Linked DNA regions of Sus scrofa: region 2 is linked to region 1. A link is a contact called in public Hi-C data. All regions are on one chromosome and are shown on one strand. Each heading gives the region's core, a stretch centred on a gene start, on an enhancer-like site or on the middle of the called end of the contact. The rest is flanking DNA. Distances are from core to core; before and after follow the strand shown.

What was found. A called contact is a pair of places that touch in the nucleus more often than the background predicts.
Region 2: a Hi-C map of omental adipose tissue shows a contact between it and region 1, with 2.7 times the contacts expected there. The contact joins the promoter of TP53I11 here to the enhancer-like site in region 1. A contact is called at or near these places in 2 of 5 promoter capture datasets (fetal liver and fetal skeletal muscle) and 16 of 47 Hi-C or Micro-C datasets (adipose tissue, alveolar macrophages, brain and 11 more).

The regions. Positions count from the first base shown.
Region 1 is chr2:17,102,006-17,106,025 of Sscrofa11.1, reverse strand. All of the region lies in intron 1 of LOC106509364 (a long non-coding RNA gene), which reads right to left. Among named protein-coding and RNA genes, the nearest start is that of SYT13, 16 kb to the left of the region's middle. Within about 2 kb of position 2,220, at least 5 of the 83 cell types and tissues checked have an H3K27ac peak or open chromatin away from gene starts, as enhancers often do. A contact at or near this core is called in adipose tissue and omental adipose tissue, where this site is marked.
Region 2 is chr2:17,445,928-17,449,947 of Sscrofa11.1, reverse strand. It overlaps TP53I11 (tumor protein p53-inducible protein 11), which reads right to left and starts at 1,789. Exons shown (of 8, transcript XM_003122849.6): 1 at 1,593-1,789.

The sequences.
Region 1 (4,020 bases), core at 971-3,470:
TCTGGATAAGTCTCTCATGTGTCTCATTTTTCTTATATCTTCTATCCCCTTGTTTATTTCGTCTACTGTCGGTGAGATTTTATAAATCAACCTTTTAATTAACTTTTAATTTTGGTGGTCATCTTCTCACTTTTCAAGAGCTCTTTGTTGTTTTATCTTTACAGCCACTCGTGATTTTCTTGGTGGCAACAGCTTCTCCAAGCTCCCTGCAGACATTTTGAGAATGACTGCCTATTACCCACACTAGCTCAATTTCCTTTCGAGTCAGTTTTACTATTTATTTATCTTATGATTTCTGTATGGCTGTTAGCATAACTGACTCCATCTTGGGCCCTTATACTTTCTCCTATCCTTCCACTGACCCTACCCAGCATTGTACTGTGCACTGAATCACTTCACTGTCAGCAAAAGGCTTTGTAGTCAATAAATATTGTTTAATCGTCATTAGAAACAGGCGACCTCTATGCTCCATTAGTCCCCAAACAATGATGAAAACCTTCCCTAATGTATTCTGGGCACCCACACGACTGGTTACCCATTCATAAACCTTAACCTAGAACTGCATGTCTTGTTTCCAAGCACCTACCACATACCCTAGACTAACTATAGAATTGTCCCAGGGGCCCCTCAGCTATGTGAGTGCAGCTGCAGACGTTTCCAGGTCATTGTCTGCCTGATTCTCATAGCCTCCTGTGAGTAAGTTACCCTGTAATAAACTGACTCATTGATTATATGGAACTGCCTGCCTCAGTTTTCAGTCTCAAATGCCTTCTCAGTTTGGTGGGTACTTCTTTCCCCTCCATTTGGCAATGCTTTTTCTTTCATGTTGTGAGTTTTTTTGTCTTTCCCCCCTAGGGGATCGCTCAGTTTTAGGATGAAGCAGTAAGAAGCTGATGGGGAAGTTGTTTACCTAACTCACTGACTGGTGAACTTGGTCTCAGTGTCAAGGGGCAAGGAGGTAGTCCTTTTCCTGGGAGACTCCAAAATGCCACATTGCAGAGCCCAATGACTTCTTCTTAAGTGGCCACAGCACAGACCTGGGAAGCCAGCATATCCCATCCCCATAGCCACAGGGATGGGTTCAAAGTAGGCACTTGGTCCAATGAGACTCAATTTTGGGACTTCTATTGGGACCAAAGGAAAAAAACAAGCTCTTTCTACTGAGATTTGTGGCTGTAAGAATAATGCAAATCTATCCTTGCTAGATGCCACCTAGATGTGGGTCTGCTTTAGACACAAGCCCACAAAGGAAACCTGAAAATAATTTTTATTTTTAAAGTCAACTGGACTCCAATAACATTTCTAAGTAAAAAAAGAAGAAGGAGAGGAGGAGGAAATTTCCCTTGTGGCCAAGAGTAAGGACCTGGCATTGCTGCAGCTGTGTCTCAGTTTTCAGTTGTGGCGCAAGTTTGGGTGCTGGCCCAGGAACTTCTAAATGTTGAGAATGTGGTGGAGAAGGAGGAGGAAGAACAGAGGTGAGGAGAAACAGGAATTCCTGGATTCAGCTATGCCTGAAGTCAGCCCAGCCTTTGGGTACATGAGTAGCTACATTTCCTTTTCCTTGTCTTATCCAGGTTGAGAAAAAAATCTATTACTTGCAACCAAAAGAGTCCCAAATGATATATCTAACCAGTTACCTACTGACTTTTGGCAAGTCCTTCCCCCTTTTAAAACGCAATTTCCTCATGTGTAAAATGAGGGTGAGGATTCCTGCCTCCCTCCACGAGGGCCGAGTGAGTGGTTGCGCGGGATCGCCCTTTAAGAACTCTAAAAAACGCTATGAAAGGCAAGCAGTTGATATCAGTGATTTATCTTTTTACTTAGTCCCTTTGGTGGGGCAGGCTTTTCTTTTTCTTTTTTTCCTAGCCAAAAGAATTGCTAAATCTTTGTTTCTTTGGGAAACTAAAACAAACGAAACCCAACTAAGTGACTTTGGCCTTCCCACTCCCACTGTAGGGAAGGAGGCTTGGGCTGGAGTATTTGGCAGAGACCCTTCTCCAGGAGGGCACTGGAACCGGATGGCTTTCTCACTTAATGTTTGTTTAGTGCTCTGAGCCTATGGAGTGGCGTTTGTTATTGATGCCTAGTGAGCCATAAAACTCAATTTCCTGCCTGCACCCCAGCCATAAAATAACAGTTTACAGCAGCCTGTAAACACCCCGTGGTCAGCAGGCCCCAATTCTGGCGCCTGTGGGGCTGGTTAACAAACATCCTGCAAAGGCCGGCTGACAGCTCTTCCGCCCCTCCGTTCTCCCTTGCTGACGCCTCTGACTTGCTCCCCAGTTGTGGCCTCAACAGGCCTGGTTTTCCCACTGATCAGTGGCTGGAATGGCAGCCTCGCCACCCCCACCCCCCAGGACAGGCTTGTCTCTGAGCCTCCATTTTCCCATCTGTAGAATGGATTAACAATACTGACTTCGCCAATGTGTTTTCAGGCTCAAAGGAGACAGTGTATGACAAGTTCTTAGTGCATCACCTGGCAACCTGGTTAGGAGTCAAAAAACGGTAGCCAGCAATACTACTAGTGGCGGTAACCAGACGTGACAGCGGTGGCGTTGGAGTGGGGCAGGAGATGTGTGATTATCCTGTGAATCCTTTTAAAGGGGGCAACTGAGAGGAGTGAAGAGTCTCTGACTTCCCTGCAGGCCCTCAGAGACCTGCCAGCGATGTCTTTTTGCATATGTGACACCAGGCAGTGTTCTGACAGTGATGCGCAGGTGGGCAGTGGAAGCCACAGTCTGTGAGGACCCGAGGAGGGATGGCTGGGGTGGGCTAGAGGTCCAGACGGCGAGAGCCAGAGGCACCTTCCAGGGCACCATCTACCAGGACGGCTCCATGCAGATGTCTTTAGAGCTCTGCTGAGAGTACGAATATTTGCTCCAATTTCCTCCAGAAAGTTTGGGAGGAAGTGATGGAGAGGCTGATTCTGGATCATTCCAGCCAAGGATAAACTTCCCACGATCTGAACACCATCCAATAGGTGAGTCTGCCTTGCGAGCAATGAGTCCCCTGTCATTGTAAGGGATAAGGGACAGCCCCCCAGGATCTGTGGGATCCAAGGATATAGGTAGGATCAAGATCCTTTGTTTTCTTTTTCTGCATTTCATACTGACCTCCATTCCTTCAAAATCCTCCAGGAGGTCTGGAGGCCCGTCCTGAAGCTTGTGTTTTAACGGGGGAGAACTTCCTTCTCTTTCCCAACAACCGTATGTAAAATCCTAGGGAAGATGCCTGATTGGCCCAGCTTAGGTGGTGCTCCCGCCCCTTGGACCAGTCACAGGGCCTGAGAGAAGGAGGGTGTAGGAGTCAGTCTCCTTTTGAGAAACACACTGAGTGGTGACAGAGCCTGGCTCAAAGGAAAGTCTGCATGCCCTTGCAAGACAAGAGGGGCACAGCCCTAGGCAAGTGCTCTAAGTACTTCTGGAGGATGCTGAGAGGGAATCTCTGCTGGGGCAAATTGGCCTTCACATACTGTGAGCCCCTAGTGTAAGTCACTCTAAGGATGCCACGTTTCATGCTCTGCCCTTAGGCACGCTGTCCTCCTCTCGGTGACTCCATAGACTGTGAAGGCAACGCGGGGACTGGGTTATGCTCGTGGATAGATGATCAGAATGCTCTTCCCTGTGAAATTCTCAAGAGTTTTCACAGCAGTAAGTCTGGAGAGGTCCTCAGAGGTGTGTCCCTGCCTTGGTGACCCACCCAGTCCCAAGGAGCAGCGACCTTGGACTCTGATAGTCACTTTGCAGAAGCAGAAATGCCTATGGATGCAGGACACCACCCACCTTGAGGTGTTCAGATTCAGAGCCTGCGCCCCTCTCCGCATCAGCCCTGTTCAGTAGCGCCCCAGCCTTTTGGTTTCATTCTCAAGGCCACCCAAGGTGACTCCTGTGGGGCCCTGCCAGTCCTCCTTGTAGTCGAAAGCCAACAATAACAAATTAAATGAACTCTTTTTCTGGCCCTCCCTCCTGTATGCTGGCAAGTGGATGAGTTTTTATGAGGTTGATGTGGGTAGCTGGGCAG
Region 2 (4,020 bases), core at 540-3,039, 340 kb before region 1:
TCCCTCTGGGCTGAGGGTGAGTAAGGGACGGCTAAAGAATGGACTCTGCCCCCTCCCGGCTCTCCAACAACCCTCCCTCCCCCTCCATCTCCCTCCCAACATCCCCTCCCACACCCCTCCCCCGCCCCCCGTGTCCCTGGGATCTGCGGGCTACAGGAAGATAGGGTATCAGCCCCCTCTCCACAGGCCACCAGGGTTGGAGATCCAAGACCAGGGCTCAGGTGGGGTGGGCATCCCCAGGGCCTTCTCCTCGCAGGACGACCCCACCAGGAAAGTTTGAAGGAAATCAACCAGGAAGTGCGGGGCGGTGGGGCGGCGAGGCGACCTCGGCTCTCGCCGCTGGGCTGAGAGCTTTGGAGAAGCCTTGGAGTTCTCGGCCTCCACCCTCCTAGGGCTCCCGCCTCCGCCCCCTTAGCTCCCACGTAGAAACCCGCTGTCTGTCCCTCCCTGGGGCCCCGAGGTGGAGGCGGCGGGAGCCCAGGACCGGGTGGGGGCAGGGAGGGAGGAAGCTAAGCGATCGCCCGACCGCGCCAGGGGCACCGGGGGTGGGCGCGGCGTTCTGCGGGTTCCTTTACAGATCACCGCCTCCCCCCCCGGGAGGTGGGTGCGAGTATACCGCCCAAGGCCGGCAGTCCCAGCCCACTCTAACCCGGGACAATGGCCTCGCACGGCCCGGGTGCCGCTGAGCTGCACGATCTAGAGGAGAGTAGGGGGCGTCGGTCTCCACCTGTGCTTCCCCTACCCGCCCCCAACAGCTAGGGCTTAGGCGCGGCTTCCGCTTCTGCTCCCCCCGCCCCTGCAGCCTAGAGCCCGGGGTCTCCCGGTCTCGTTCCCCGCCCCCCTCTAATGGGGCCTTTCATCTCCCAGTTCCAGGCCCCCACCCACTTTCTGAGACCCGGGTCTAAGGGCTGAGAACCCCGGGCAGGAGCCGTGGGCCAGCACCCCCGCCCCCACGGCCCCCCGAACCGTGGTCGGACCAGAATTGTGGGCAACGGCAACTCCGCCACCTCCTTCCGCGACCCAGCGGGGGCGAGGACGCGGACTCGCAAGTTTTTGCCGCACACTCTCCGGACCCGGGAACAATGGAGGGAGGGCCGGGGCAGGGATGGAGGGGGTGGGGACAGAGAAGCGAGCGCGGGGACAGAGTCAGACCCCAGGGAGGGAGACACTGCTTTCCGCTCCCTTTTTCTCTCTCGCTCCGAGGCGGAGAGCACGAGCCGGAGAGGGGGAGGCCGAGGGAAGAATAAACAGCCCAAGAGGGAGGAGGCGGTGGAGGCAGGAAGCCGGCGGAAGAGAGGGAAATCGAGTCCGAGGAAAGGGCAGCGTGCGGAGAGCTCGAAGGAGAGGACCAGAAGGGGCTGCGGGACGGCGCCTGGGAGAGCCGAGGAAGGGGGATCCCTGGGGTCCCGGCAGAACCCGCCGGCGCCAAAAGGTGCTGGGGCGCCCGGCTCGCGCGCACGGGGTCCTCACTGTCCCCCGCGGTCCCTGCGGCCGCAGGAGCCCCGCTGGGCTGCGCTGCGCAGGCACCGGCCGGCTGGCGGCGGGAGGGGAAAGTGCGAGGCTCCGAAGCGGCGCCGGGGAGCAGAACTTACGTTCCTAGCGCCGCTGGCGCCGGCGCTGCGCGGAGCTGGCGTGCCAGGGGGACGCTCGGGCCCTCGGGCGCCTCACATCGCGCCGCCAGCGCGGGGCAGGGCAGGGCGGGCTGGACTGCGCGCGGCGCCCTGCGCGGCCGGGGTTTGCCCGAGTCTGGCGGCCCGCGCTGGTCCCTCCTCTCGGTTCCGTGCACAAGCCAATGGCGCGCCGTCCCCTCCCACGCGCCGGGCTGCCTCGCCCCGAGGGTGGCCGCCGGGGCGGGCGGGAGAGAGGGGTTGGGGGACTGAGCCCCCCGGCTTCGCAGCCCAGGCTTTCCCGGCGATCGCCTGCGGGGGGCGCGCTCACGCCCAGAGGGAATCCAACCAGAGGGCCTGCGCCGCCCAGGAAGACTTTCGTGGCGAGTTCTCAAGACTGCGCCCCATTCGTGAGACTCTCAACACCCCCATAGGTTGGCAAGCCACCTTGTCTTAAATATCCTTGGGGTATCCCCTGGGGCCTAGGCCAGTGTCTAAAATGGAAGGGACGGACTGCTTTGGCTGGTAGCTACCCAAGTGTGTAATAACACACGTATACAACAGTGCTCCCATCTGCTGAGCGCCCGCGCCGTGCCAGGCACTGTGTGCTGAAGGCATTACAAGTATCGAGTCTCAGTGATTCTCACAGCAGCACCCTGTGAGCCGGGGATGACTGATCGCGTTTTACAGAGAGCGGTCATTAACGTTTGATTTGATTTAGCCTTCTGGCTTCCAGCCTAGGCTTACCCTTCTCAGCCCCCCTTGCTTGGCGTGACTGTGTCAAATAACCCGACACCATCAACCTCACCCCCCCACCCGCGCCCCCTCCCGGCAAATACACACCTTCATCCTCCACCCTAAAATCCAGCCTCAGCCATGTTGCTATACATTTCACAAAAGATCTTATCCGGGGCTCCCTGGCACATGCGGGAGGGAAGGAGGCACAGTGGTAAGACCTTTTATGTCAGAATAACCTGTGGGGGCAAGGGAGGTAAGAATGGATTTGGGGGGTTCCAGAAGGTCTCTGGGAGCCTTTCCACGGAAAACAACTGGACTCCTACAGAAGCACACCCCCCCCCTGGATTCTGGGCTCATTTCAACCCCTTGTGACCCACCCCAACTCCTACCACCCTCCTTCTTAGAAAAATGCCTGGCATCTCTTTATCTTGGCTCATGGTCACAATGGGAGGGAGGTGGAAGGAAGGGGAAAGTAAGGTTGATGACAAGCTCCATTTCACAAGATAAGCAAACGGGGCAGAGAAAGGTGAGTGGGTCCCTAGGCTTCTGGCGATGGGCATTTTGACTCCAACTCAGAGTTTTTAGTGCCCTCGTTCCTTAAAAGTTGATCAAGCCGGGTCTGGAATCAGACTGCCCAGGTTTAAATCCTGGTTCAGCCTTTTGGTGACTTTGTGGCTCTGGGCAAATTGCTTAACCTCTAGGTGTCTAGTTTTCTCCGTGTACAAAATGGGGGGACAATGGTAGGAACTGCCTATGGGTGTGGAGATTTCAATGGCAGCAGCTCACTCGTACTGGGTATGACTGTGTGCCAGGATCTTAGGGCTGGCGTGCCAGGCAGACTCCCACTGCCCGCCCCGGAGCGGGGACTGGGCAGGAGAAGTTGTGCCCTTTACACGGAAGTAAACAGGAAGTGTCTGGCGGATGGTAAGGGTTCAGTGACTGTTAGCTGTCTTGATTACCAAGGTAACAACTCTGATTCTGAGGCACCGCTGTGACCTACAGTGCCACCATCCTTGCTCCCTGGAGCCACACACCTGGCCAGTGATGGCCAAAAATGAATGAATGAGTGAATGAACGAATGTGAGGACAGATCAGGACTGTTCCTAGCTGTGCTGGGTGAAGCACAGACCCAAGATCCACCTGACTTGAGTCTCAGGACTTGATCGTAGTCTTTGTGACAATCCCGAGTCACAACACACCACCCTAACAAGGCGGGCTCAAATGGGGATGATGAATTCATTTGTTACTACTTCTGCCTTCCCACCATGCAGGGCTCCTCATTGGTGTGCAGTGACACCCCCTGATTGTTCCTCTGACTTGGAGGAGCTACTAGAGCTCCCCTAGGTGTGACCACTGGATATACTGGAGATCCTGACTTACATCAATAGAGGGAGGAACTTAAAACAATCGCCCCAAGATTTCCAACAAAGAAAGGGCTGCTTTAATAGTAGTGAGCATCCTGTCACTAGCGGTATGCCAACAGAAGCCAGGGAAGAGTTGATGAGGGTGCTAGATGAGGGAGTCACACCTTAGGTGGTGTTTGATGTGGGTAAACCTTGAGCCCTGGGTATCTATTTTTTTTTTTCCTCAATCACCTGAAAAAGATTTGATTATATTTGTTTTTCTCCATTTAAAACTAAGAGAAAAGCAGGTTACTGCATTTAGCCCCAAACAT